Linked DNA regions of Triticum aestivum: region 2 is linked to region 1. The links are chromatin contacts, called in public Hi-C maps. All regions are on one chromosome and are shown on one strand. Each heading gives the region's core, a stretch centred on a gene start, on an enhancer-like site or on the middle of the called end of the contact. The rest is flanking DNA. Distances are from core to core; before and after follow the strand shown.

What was found. A called contact is a pair of places that touch in the nucleus more often than the background predicts.
Region 2: a Hi-C map of leaf shows a contact between it and region 1, with 5 times the contacts expected there. The contact joins the enhancer-like site here to the promoter of LOC123044966 in region 1. A contact is called at or near these places in 2 of 5 Hi-C or Micro-C datasets (both in leaf).

What each region holds. Positions count from the first base shown.
Region 1 is chr2B:371,568,096-371,573,106 of IWGSC CS RefSeq v2.1, reverse strand. It overlaps LOC123044966 (non-structural maintenance of chromosomes element 3 homolog), which reads left to right and starts at 3,413. Exons shown (of 7, transcript XM_044467864.1): 1 at 3,413-3,620; 2 at 3,713-3,965; 3 at 4,102-4,254; 4 at 4,338-4,443; 5 at 4,526-4,640. The coding sequence starts at 3,576.
Region 2 is chr2B:372,153,322-372,158,439 of IWGSC CS RefSeq v2.1, reverse strand. It overlaps LOC123044968 (a long non-coding RNA gene), which reads left to right. Exons shown (of 5, transcript XR_006420843.1): 1 at 1-315; 2 at 474-497; 3 at 619-948; 4 at 1,084-2,299; 5 at 3,425-4,537. Among protein-coding and RNA genes, the nearest start is that of LOC123044968, 4.4 kb to the left of the region's middle. Within about 2 kb of position 3,854, at least 6 of the 8 cell types and tissues checked have an H3K27ac peak or open chromatin away from gene starts, as enhancers often do. A contact at or near this core is called in leaf, where this site is marked.

The DNA.
Region 1 (5,011 bases), core at 2,164-4,663:
TAGAGAACCTGCAACATTTCACCTCTGGTTCATCTGTCCAAAAACACGAAACACTGGGGGTACTTTCCCGGATGTTTCCCCCCTTCACCGGTATCACCTCATACCGCGTTAGAACGCGTCTAGCTCTGCTTGTTGACCTGTTATGCACTTGCCTGCTATGTATTTACTGTTTCTCCCCCCTCTTCTCTCCGGTAGCCCCCGTGACGATGCTGATGCCCCTGTGGACGACTACGTCACCGACGACCCCTCCTTCTTGTCTGAGCAACCAGGCAAGCCCCCCCTTTGATCACCAGATATCGCCTACTCTTCTCTATACTGCTTGCATTAGAGTACTGTAGCATGTTGCTGCTTTCCGTTAATCCTATTCTGATGCATAGCCTGTCATTGCTGCTACAGTCATTGATACCTTACCCGCAATCCTAAATGCTTAGTATAGGATGCTAGTGTTCCATCAGTGGCCCTACACTCTTGTCCGTCTGCCATGCTATACTACTGGGCTGTGATCACTTCAGGAGGTGATCACGGGCATATACGATATACTTTACACAGTTACATTATCTATGATACTGTTCGGAGTTGGGGGCTGAAGGGGCAGGTGGCTCCATCCCGGTAGAGGTGGGCCTGGGTTCCCGACGGCCCCCGACTGTTACTTTGTGGCGGAGCGACAGGGCAGGTTGAGACCACCTAGGAGACAGGTGGGCCTGGTCCTGTTCGGCGTTCGCGGATACTTAACACGCTTAACGAGATCTTGGTATTTGATCTGAGTCTGGCTACGAGCCTATACGCACTAACCATCTACGTGGGAGTAGTTATGGGTATCCCGACGTTGTGGTATCAGCCGAAGCACTTCGTGACGTCAGCGACTGAGCGGCGCGCGCCGGGTTGGACTGCGTTAACGCAACTTCCTTTGTAATGGAGGTTGCTAGGTCTGCTCACCGGCCGCGTACGCAACGTGCAGGTGTGCTCAGGGCGATGGTCCCAGACCCCTGCGCGCTTAGGTTTAGACCGGCGTGCTGGCCTCTCCGTTGAGCCTAGGTGGGGCTGCGACGTGTTGATCTTCCGCGGCCGGGCATGACCCAGGAAAGTGTGTCCGGCCAAATGGGATCGAGCGTGTTGGGCTATGTGGTGCACCCCTGTAGGGAAGTTAATCTATTCGAATAGCCGTGATCTTCGGTAACAAGACGACTTGGAGTTGTACCTTGACCTTATGACAACTAGAACCGGATACTTAATAAAACACACCCTTCCAAGTTCCACAGACAACCCGGTGATCGCTTTTCTACAGGGCGACGAGGAGAGGATCGCCGGGTAGGATTATGCTACGCGTTGCTACTTGGAGATGCTATCTGGAGATGCTACTTGGAGATGCTATTTGGAGATGCTACTTGGAGATGCTACTTGGAGGACTTCAGTCTACTCTCTTCTACATGCTGCAAGACGGAGGTTGCCAGAAGCGTAGTCTTCGATAGGACTAGCTATCCCCGTCTTATTCTGGCATTCTGCAGTTCAGTCCACTGATATGGCCTTCTTACACATATACCCATGCATATGTAGTATAGTTCCTTGCTTGCGAGTACTTTGGATGAGTACTCACGGTTGCTTTCTCCCCCCTTTTCCCCCCTTTCCTTTCTTTCTGGTTGTCGCAACCAGATGCTGGAGCCCTGGAGCCAGACGCCACCGTCGACGACTACTACTACACTGGAGGTGCCTACTACTACGTGCAGCCCGCTGACGACGACCAAGAGTAGCTAGGAGGATCCCAGGCAGGAGGCCTGCGCCTCTTTCGATCTGTATCCCAGTTTGTGCTGGCCTTCTTAAGGCAAACTTGTTTAACTTATGTCTGTACTCAGATCTTGTTGCTTCCGCTGACTCGTCTATGATCGAGCACTTGTATTCGAGCCCTCGAGGCCCTTGGCTTGTATTATGATGCTTGTATGACTTATTTTATTTGTAGAGTTGTGTTGTGATATCTTCCCGTGAGTCCCTGATCTTGATCGTACACATTTGCATGCATGATTAGTGTACGATTGAATCGGGGGCGTCACAGACCTTCAACCTCTCATCGACAAGGCAATGGGCAGATTACCGGGGTGGAAGGGCAAGAACCTCGCGTGGCCAGGAAGGGTCTCCTTGGCAAAGTCTGTCTTGTACGCCATTGCCACCCACCATCTCACTGTGCTCCCCTTCCGGCTTGGGCAAATCACAAGCTTAGCAAGATTTCATGAAACTTCATCTGGTGCAGCGACAATTTTGAAAATGCGACTGGGGGCCACTCCTTGGTGAACTGGAAGACGGTGTGCAGGCCTAAAGCCCTGGGTGGGCTCGGAATCACGGACCTCGAAAGGTTTGGTAGAGCTCCTAGTCTGGAAATCTTTGTTTAGGGCATGGCATTGTTCAGGGCTTCCACCACCATCGTGCTGGGTAACGGCTGGAAATCTTTGTTCTGGCATGACGACTAGATGGGAAAGGGTCCTTTACGATTGCTGGGCCCCGGGCTCTTCAAAATCGCCACTGGAAAGCAGAGATCTGTGATGAGGGAGCTTCAGGACGAGAACTGGATTAGATCGGTCGCCCGTTTGGAGACACCCGCACAGCTGCAGGAGTTCATTACGCTTGCATCTCTGACCTCGCAGACTAAGCTGTCCCCAGACCTGGAGGACTCCATCTCTTGGCGTTGGACCCCTAATGGCAGCTACTCCTCTGCTTCAGCTTATGCGGCCCAGTTCTACGGATCCTTCCCCAGGTTTTCGCCGTCCAAGATTTGGGAGGCTCATGTAGAGCCAGAATGTAAGCTCTTCTCCTGGCTGGTGCTCCACGGGAAGACCCTCACGGCGGACATGCTGGCCATTCGTGGCTGGCCGCACGACCCTATCTGCCCTCTCTGCGTGCGGGCACCAGAAACAGCAAATCACCTGCGCAAGGACTGTCCGTTTGCGGTAGCGGTTTGGTCGCATGTACAGGGGCGGACTGGGGAGGCGCCACTGAACTCGATGTCGCTACCGCCTTGCATGGGGATCTCAGACTGGTGGGATTCGCTCATCGCTCCAATTTCCAAGGAGGATAGTTGCCGCCGCAGTGGTCGCTTCCTCTACACTATCTGGAATATCTGGAAGGAGCGCAACCATCGCATTTTCAACGGAACCCGCCTAACCCATGTGGAGGTGGCGACCCCCGCGTTCGACAACATAAGACAGAGGGCCATGGCTTTCGGCATGGTCCATGTGGCGACCGGTATTGGCTGATTTGTAGGGCACTTCCTGTTTGTGCGGGTTTTGTCAGGTTCCCTTGAAAAACCTAACAACTCTGTACATATTCTCTCTTTTTGTCTCAAATGAAAAGGCAGCCGGTTCCTCGAAAAAAAAGATTTTCCGAGGGAAGTGCTGAAGACGCTTTAAGGCGCGGGCGCGTCTCCGCCTCCCTCCATCCGCTCGGTTCAGTTTCCCGCCGTCTCCCTCGCGCCACTCTACCACGAAAACAAACCGCTTAATGCGAACCTAGGGTACTTCTGCTCCGCCCCAAATCGCGGCAATCCCTCCCACTCCCCTCCTCGTGCCGTCATACAGTTCTTGAATCGCATGGCGACCAGCGAAGAATTCGCCCAGATTGACATCTCCACGGAGGTACGCCACACCCTGCTCCTCCCCGTTTCCCAGTTCGACCCGCCGCACGCAAGGTGTTCGACGTTTTGATCCGCCCAAATCGGGCCCTGCAGGAGAAGGACAAGCTTGTGGCCGAGGTGATGCGCTACGCGCTCTTCAAGACGCACCAGAACTCCGGCTGCCCCATCAAGCGGGAGGAGCTCACCCAAATCATCACCAATTACTACCGCCAGCGAGCGCTCCCTGCGCTCGTCATCAAGGAAGCTGGGGACAGGCTTGCGGCGACCTTCGGCTATGAGATGAGGGAGCTCCAGAGGACCCGCGCCACGTCCACCCGCTCCGGACGCCCCTCCTCCCAGCAGCCCAGTAAGCTCGCTTTTCTTCTTCTTTAGATCTTGCAATGTCGTCGCCCACACAGCAGCCTGCATCTTTGCTGATGATGTAGTAAGGTAGAAATTGGTTGAACTTAAGAATGACCAGCGATGAATCGAGCTGTGTTTAGGTAATCAGGATGCAAAGAGCTACGTCCTGGTAAGTAAGCTGGACCCTGAGGTGTACAGCAAGTATGTTGAGGATAAGGAGCGTGCCCATGTGTCTGGGTTTGCTTTTGTTGTCATAAGCATTGTTCATGTCGCTGGTGGCAAGATCTCTGAAGGTAGAGATTGCTGGTTCTTTTTCCGACAGTAGTCAGGAGGTTTTATCGTTTGATATTACTGATTTTTGACAAACATGTTTCAGAGGACCTTTGGCGTCAGCTGAAACGTTTGGGCTTAAATGAAACTGATGAGAACCACCCTGTTCTCGGCAACAATAAGCAGGCGCTTGAACTACTAGTGCAACAAAGGTTGCTGGTACTTTCAGGGTGTGCTGCAGAGTGTGTATTTCATTGGCAACTTTTGTTTTTTTCACTTGGTATCTTTGCCCAGGTACTTGCTGAAGGAGAAGATTGCTGGTCCAGAAGGCCATTCCATGGTTTATGAGCTTGCAGAGAGGGCATTGGATGAATCCATCAGCTCGAAGCTTAAAGAATACATTTCACAGGTATGTAAAAGCATCAACCACAATCTCGAAAAAATAAGGCATCAACCTGTATGTACAGTAAATTAGAAATAGCAGAACTTTTGCTTGGTTGCCTGAGAGAGTATATACAAACACTAATTTGTGAAACTAATCTATCACTTTAACCTGTAGAAATGATGTTTATGCTTTTAATGCCTCTCAAAATGATGTTTATGCTTTTAATGCCTTCTCCATAACGTGCAGCATTAACAGCTATAAAATGTTTGGTAAGGAACTACATTTTTATTTTTATTTTGAAAAGGAGATAGCTCCAGCCTCTGCATCGGTTGATGCACGCAGCCTTGGTAAGGAACTAGGTGCTATACGATATACTGAAAAAAACAGCCTCTGAA
Region 2 (5,118 bases), core at 2,605-5,104, 580 kb before region 1:
AGTCAGATTTGGCTTGAGAAGTTTCAGTCAACTTGTGCTGTTTGTTGTCCATATTACACGAAATGAGTTAGCATGCTTTATTAAACTGTTTTTTTTCTTTGCAGTAGTTGACACTCAAGTATTGTAGTAGTATGCTAATTAGGCTTAAGATACATTGCCTTCTAACAAATGATACAGGACTGCACAAATGTTCAATGACCTGAAGTTCCGTCTTCACAAGTGCCAGCGTAACTATGCATTATAATATCATTATCATCTTGCCTGGAGGTGTGGGCTGACAATCATAGGGAAGGAGTGTAGTGGCCGTCGACTGGGGTAAGCAAATTTTATATCTGCATCGGTATATTGCTGCATTGTTCATGAGTTCGACAACTAAAATTTGGAATTTGATTCGTTAAACATATATACTGATCAAATAGTTTGTCGAAGCTTTCAAAACATGTACTTACAGGATATTTTTTTCTGTGATGCAGGTTCTAGAACAGACCCAGCAACAAGTGAGTTAAAAGTTTCCAATTATTTTTGTCAAATATGCTACTTGCTTCAGCTGTTTTTGGACTTGAAGTAGGTGAACTGGGAATTCGATCTGGTTCATGCAACCTTTTCTCTTGAGTGCAGTACGTCCCAACGGCTTATCCAGGCAACGGAAAAGAATTAAGAGTTGTGCTGCAGTACTTGATAGAAACCTATGGGTGCCTCCCTGGTTAGTCCAAGAGAATGGCAAGTGGTCACACTGATCTCCAAATTTTTAATTCAGTTTTCAACTAAAATTAATCGATTTGGTAAATTTGATGAAGTTTGGCCATGGTTATGCACATACCAGTGCATCACTGCTTCAAGTCTATTTATGATTGATGTGGCATCTCACCTCAGGCAAGGCATCTGCGAATGTGACCGACAGGTGGAATACTAGAATGCCTACATAGGGAGCACACCGGATGGGTTAAGGTCAGTCGTTCTAACGAATTCCACTAAGAATTTTCATGAAACCTTCAGAGATTAATTCCTCTTTATTTGGTAAGTTACTTACATGTGTAACCAGATTAAGTGAACCACTGACTTAAAGTGTTTCTGTTTGCTTAGATTGATGAGTCAAACAAGAACAATACTTCTCTTAATCAGTTGAGGGGCAGAGTTGTGGTCTTTGATTGTGAAGATGATTGCAACAAAAACTGAGCTACATGGATCTCCACTGCAGGGTCTTGATATTCTGAAAGCAAGGCACTAACTGAATTTCTGTTTTTCATCCTTATATATCTGCAGTAAAAAATAGCATTTTTGGGTAAGGGAGGTTCTTTGCATTGGTTCCCTTTCTGTATGGTGTTATTCCATCCATTTCCTTCCTTCTCTGTAGTCATGTTTGTTATCCGTTCGATTACTACGATAGACATATACATGTATATGCGGATCGTGGTATAGTTCTAGGTAAAATTGGAGCAGTTGTTCACTTGTTCTATAACAGTCGAAAGGGATTTCCAGTGAAACTCTAGGTATGTAGCTGTGTTTTATTTTGAACCAGTAATAATACTAGAATGATTTCCTGGCCAGGACAAATTGACGTGTGTGAATATCATTAAACTGCTATGATAAAATATTTAGTCTAATAAGAGTCAAAAAATATGATTTTGGGGAAAGTTTTCATATCCCAATCGTGGTACATTAAGATATTGAGTACCTTATACATGTATTGAGTACCTTACTTTCTTGTTATAGTTGATCTGCTGATGGTGCTTCACTACAAATTACTGGAATTTTGTGGGCACTACTAATGATAATATCATTCTTTCCGCGAGTTGTGGATACAATATTGAAGGTTACAAGTCTATTAATCGGCCGCCTACCCATTTTCTGTTATTTAGTTACCAGTTTAACTCATAAAACTAAAGTATGATTGGTGCTCGAGATAATGTTGTTGCTAAGAATCCGAAGGTACTGCATTTCTCTCATTTTTGTCACCTGGCAAAATGTTCTCCCATTAATAAACTTGTAATTCAGTTTCTGTTGTCACTAGATTTTTTTTTGTTAAAATTGTAGTTTGCAAGGAAACTGTAATGTTTGATTTTTTTTTAATTTGAGGTAAAGCTAATTGTGTCTTGCATACACTCAAGTTTTTATTTGGGTCTGGTTGAATAACTCATATCAGGCGGCATGGAGCTAATTTGACTCCTAAAGCCAGTAAGAGGGTTCCTTGGATGGTCAATAAGGGGATGATGCCAATTAGTCTGGATTCTGGAACAATGCTAACATTCAAATCCTTGAACTTGTTGGTGCATCTGTGCTTTGAGAAAAAAACAGTTAGGTATGCTTCTCAGTTCTCACTACCTCCGCGTGAAAACCAAAATTACAAATCTTTATTTCTTATTTCCAACTATATTTTGTGGCTGCTTGGACAATATTTCCGTTGCTAACTTCCTTCCGTTGAATGACTTGCCAATGGTCTTTCACAATTTATAGCCTTTTACTTTATTTTTGTAACTGATATCCTTTAAATTCAGTTTGTTTTAAAGGTTCACCATGTTTCTTTAACAAAATTTATCCAGTGAATTGGTATGTCTGCTCCACTGGGCAGCAGCTGCAACCTTTCAACTTTGGCTCTTGCACCATTGTTTCATATGTGTATGCTCTATTTTCCTGTCCAGTCATTTGGTCTTTATATTCAGCTTGTGTTTGTCAAGAGCTTATTCGGTCAAAGGTTATAAGAGATATGACATTGCCGCTGTTGTGCTAAGGGATACGGGGTCATGAAAAATCAGGGTTTGTTCGTGTTTCCCACCAATTGTTTTGTTATACACCCTGTTCTTACTACTTGCATGTGACAGCCCGAGCAGCAGGCAAAATTCTATTTCTTCTTCTAGATTGCTATACCTTTGTGCAAGAATCAGAATACCAATGCAAATGTGCCTTTTCAGTCCATATTTAACAATGACAAAAAAATATTTTCCTTTTGTTTCTGTTTCACTTGTGTCTGCACTGGAGAATGTTCATCCTTGCCTTCCATCACCGGAGAATATTCATCCTTACCTTCCATCACTTGCTCTACTGTAACAATGCTAATTTCTCTGCCATTAATTGCTCCATACACTTAGTTCGTTTATATCTAGAGTTCACATAGGGGTTAGTAAACAGATAGTCTTTTTTAATCAAACGACCATGCAGGTTTGAGCAAGCTCAAAGTAGGCTGGGGGATGACCAATGATTATACTGATGCTGGTCAAAGCCATATTTTTTGTGCAGGTCCTAGCAAGCTCATCGCCCACAAAAAATATTCCTTGATGGTGGTCCATATTTTTTGTGCATATTTAGCTCAGTATTCGGCTAAACACTTTAACTTGTGTATCATAAGAAAGAAAATGTACACTTTTTACTCGAGAAGCAGTAAATCTCTTGATTACTAAAATTGCCAGACACCTTTATGATTCAGAAGTATACTTGTCTATGATGGCGGCCGCCCACGCATTCGAGCCACGAGGACCGTTAAGGGGACCTTGCAAGGCAATACTTGGGCGCTGGACTTGGAACCAGTCATTGATTTGCCATGCCTGCAACAGTTTTGGATGCTATGGCCACGGATTGCTGATGTTCAGCTCACGGGAGGAGCAGAGGCCCCCCCATAAGATGGGCGTGGAAGAGTAGTGGCATGTTCTCCGTTCGCCCTGCATATGCCTCAAAATTCGGAGGAAGCGATGTGGTACCGTACGCGGACGTCACATGGAACTCGAAGGTCGCCCTTCAATGTCGGTTCTTCACTTGGTTAGCCATGTGAAACCGTTGTTGGACGTCTGTTTGACTCACCAAGAGAGGCTTGCCCACCACGACACATGCCCCTTCTACGAAACCGATGAGACCATTAACCATCTTCTCATTGAATGCACCTTCACATGATCATCGATCGGTGTGGCATATGGTGTGGTCGGCTATTGGGAATCTGGACCAAGTCTCACTGTTGACGATAACTTGGGAAATGAAACGAGGGCCATTCTTTTCTTTTTTGCGAAATGAAACGAGGACCATTCTCTCGCTCGTCACTTGGGAACTTTGTAAACACCGCAATGCTATTGTCTTTGGTGGAGCAACACTTTTTGTGCTTACGATCATTAAGAAAATTGTGACCGAAGGGAGGACATGGCAGCAAGCCGGACTACTCAAGGGTAGGTGGGTTAGTAGAGAGTACTCAATCATTGTGGCTGATAGATGGTGGGCTACCATGTACTCCTTCCGTTTCAAAATAGATGACTCAACTCTGTACTAACTTTGTACTAAAGTTGAGTCATCTATTTTAAAACAGAGGGAGTAATATGTGATAAGCACATTCTCCATGAAAAAGATGTATATGTATAATTTGGTCTTTTTTCTATTTGTGATTTTCCGCACTAAATTTTTTGTGGACCTTGGATCGTGCCGAGTCAGCTAGAAATGCTATATCATCAGTACCTTAGCTATTATTTTCATTTATTACCAATACATTAAAGACCTAGTTGGTGATGCTATATGTCATTTCTGACCATATGAGCAAACGCACGTGAGGTAAATTGCATGAGCGAGCAGTTCATATTTTTTACATAAAGTTGTATAATTTTTTGATTAGGATACAAGGGTAAATGTGTTGGTTGATTGTGTCAAGAGTTAATAACGAGCATGGTGGTGTATTAGTCACATGCCCAACACTGGATATGATATTTTTGTTTCGTGGTAATGCTCGACATTAAATTGTATGTTACTACGTGACAATGGCTCATGAGACGCCGGATCTGCCTTCTTGGCTCGGGGGCGTCAGGGTGCACACCTCGTCGCCCTTGATGGCGGCGACAGATCGAAATGAATACGGGGGAGGGGATCAGTGCGGAGAGCGGGGTAGTTGGCGGGGGATTCCTCTTTAGTGATCCGTCGGGAAGTATGGTGTGAAGGAGAGGGGGCGCCATGGCAAATGTTAGGTCGGTGTCATCCAATTTTTAAGAAGCGGACTCCGGAAATGGAGGGTTCGACAGGAAGAGAGAAGGGTGCATCGTTGGGAGTTTTTTTTATGAAACTGTGTGTTAGAGATAACATGACGGATAGTTCGAACAACTAAATTTCTCTCCCAAATATAGGCCGGCTTTCTAAGAGCCCGGTCTGTCCATA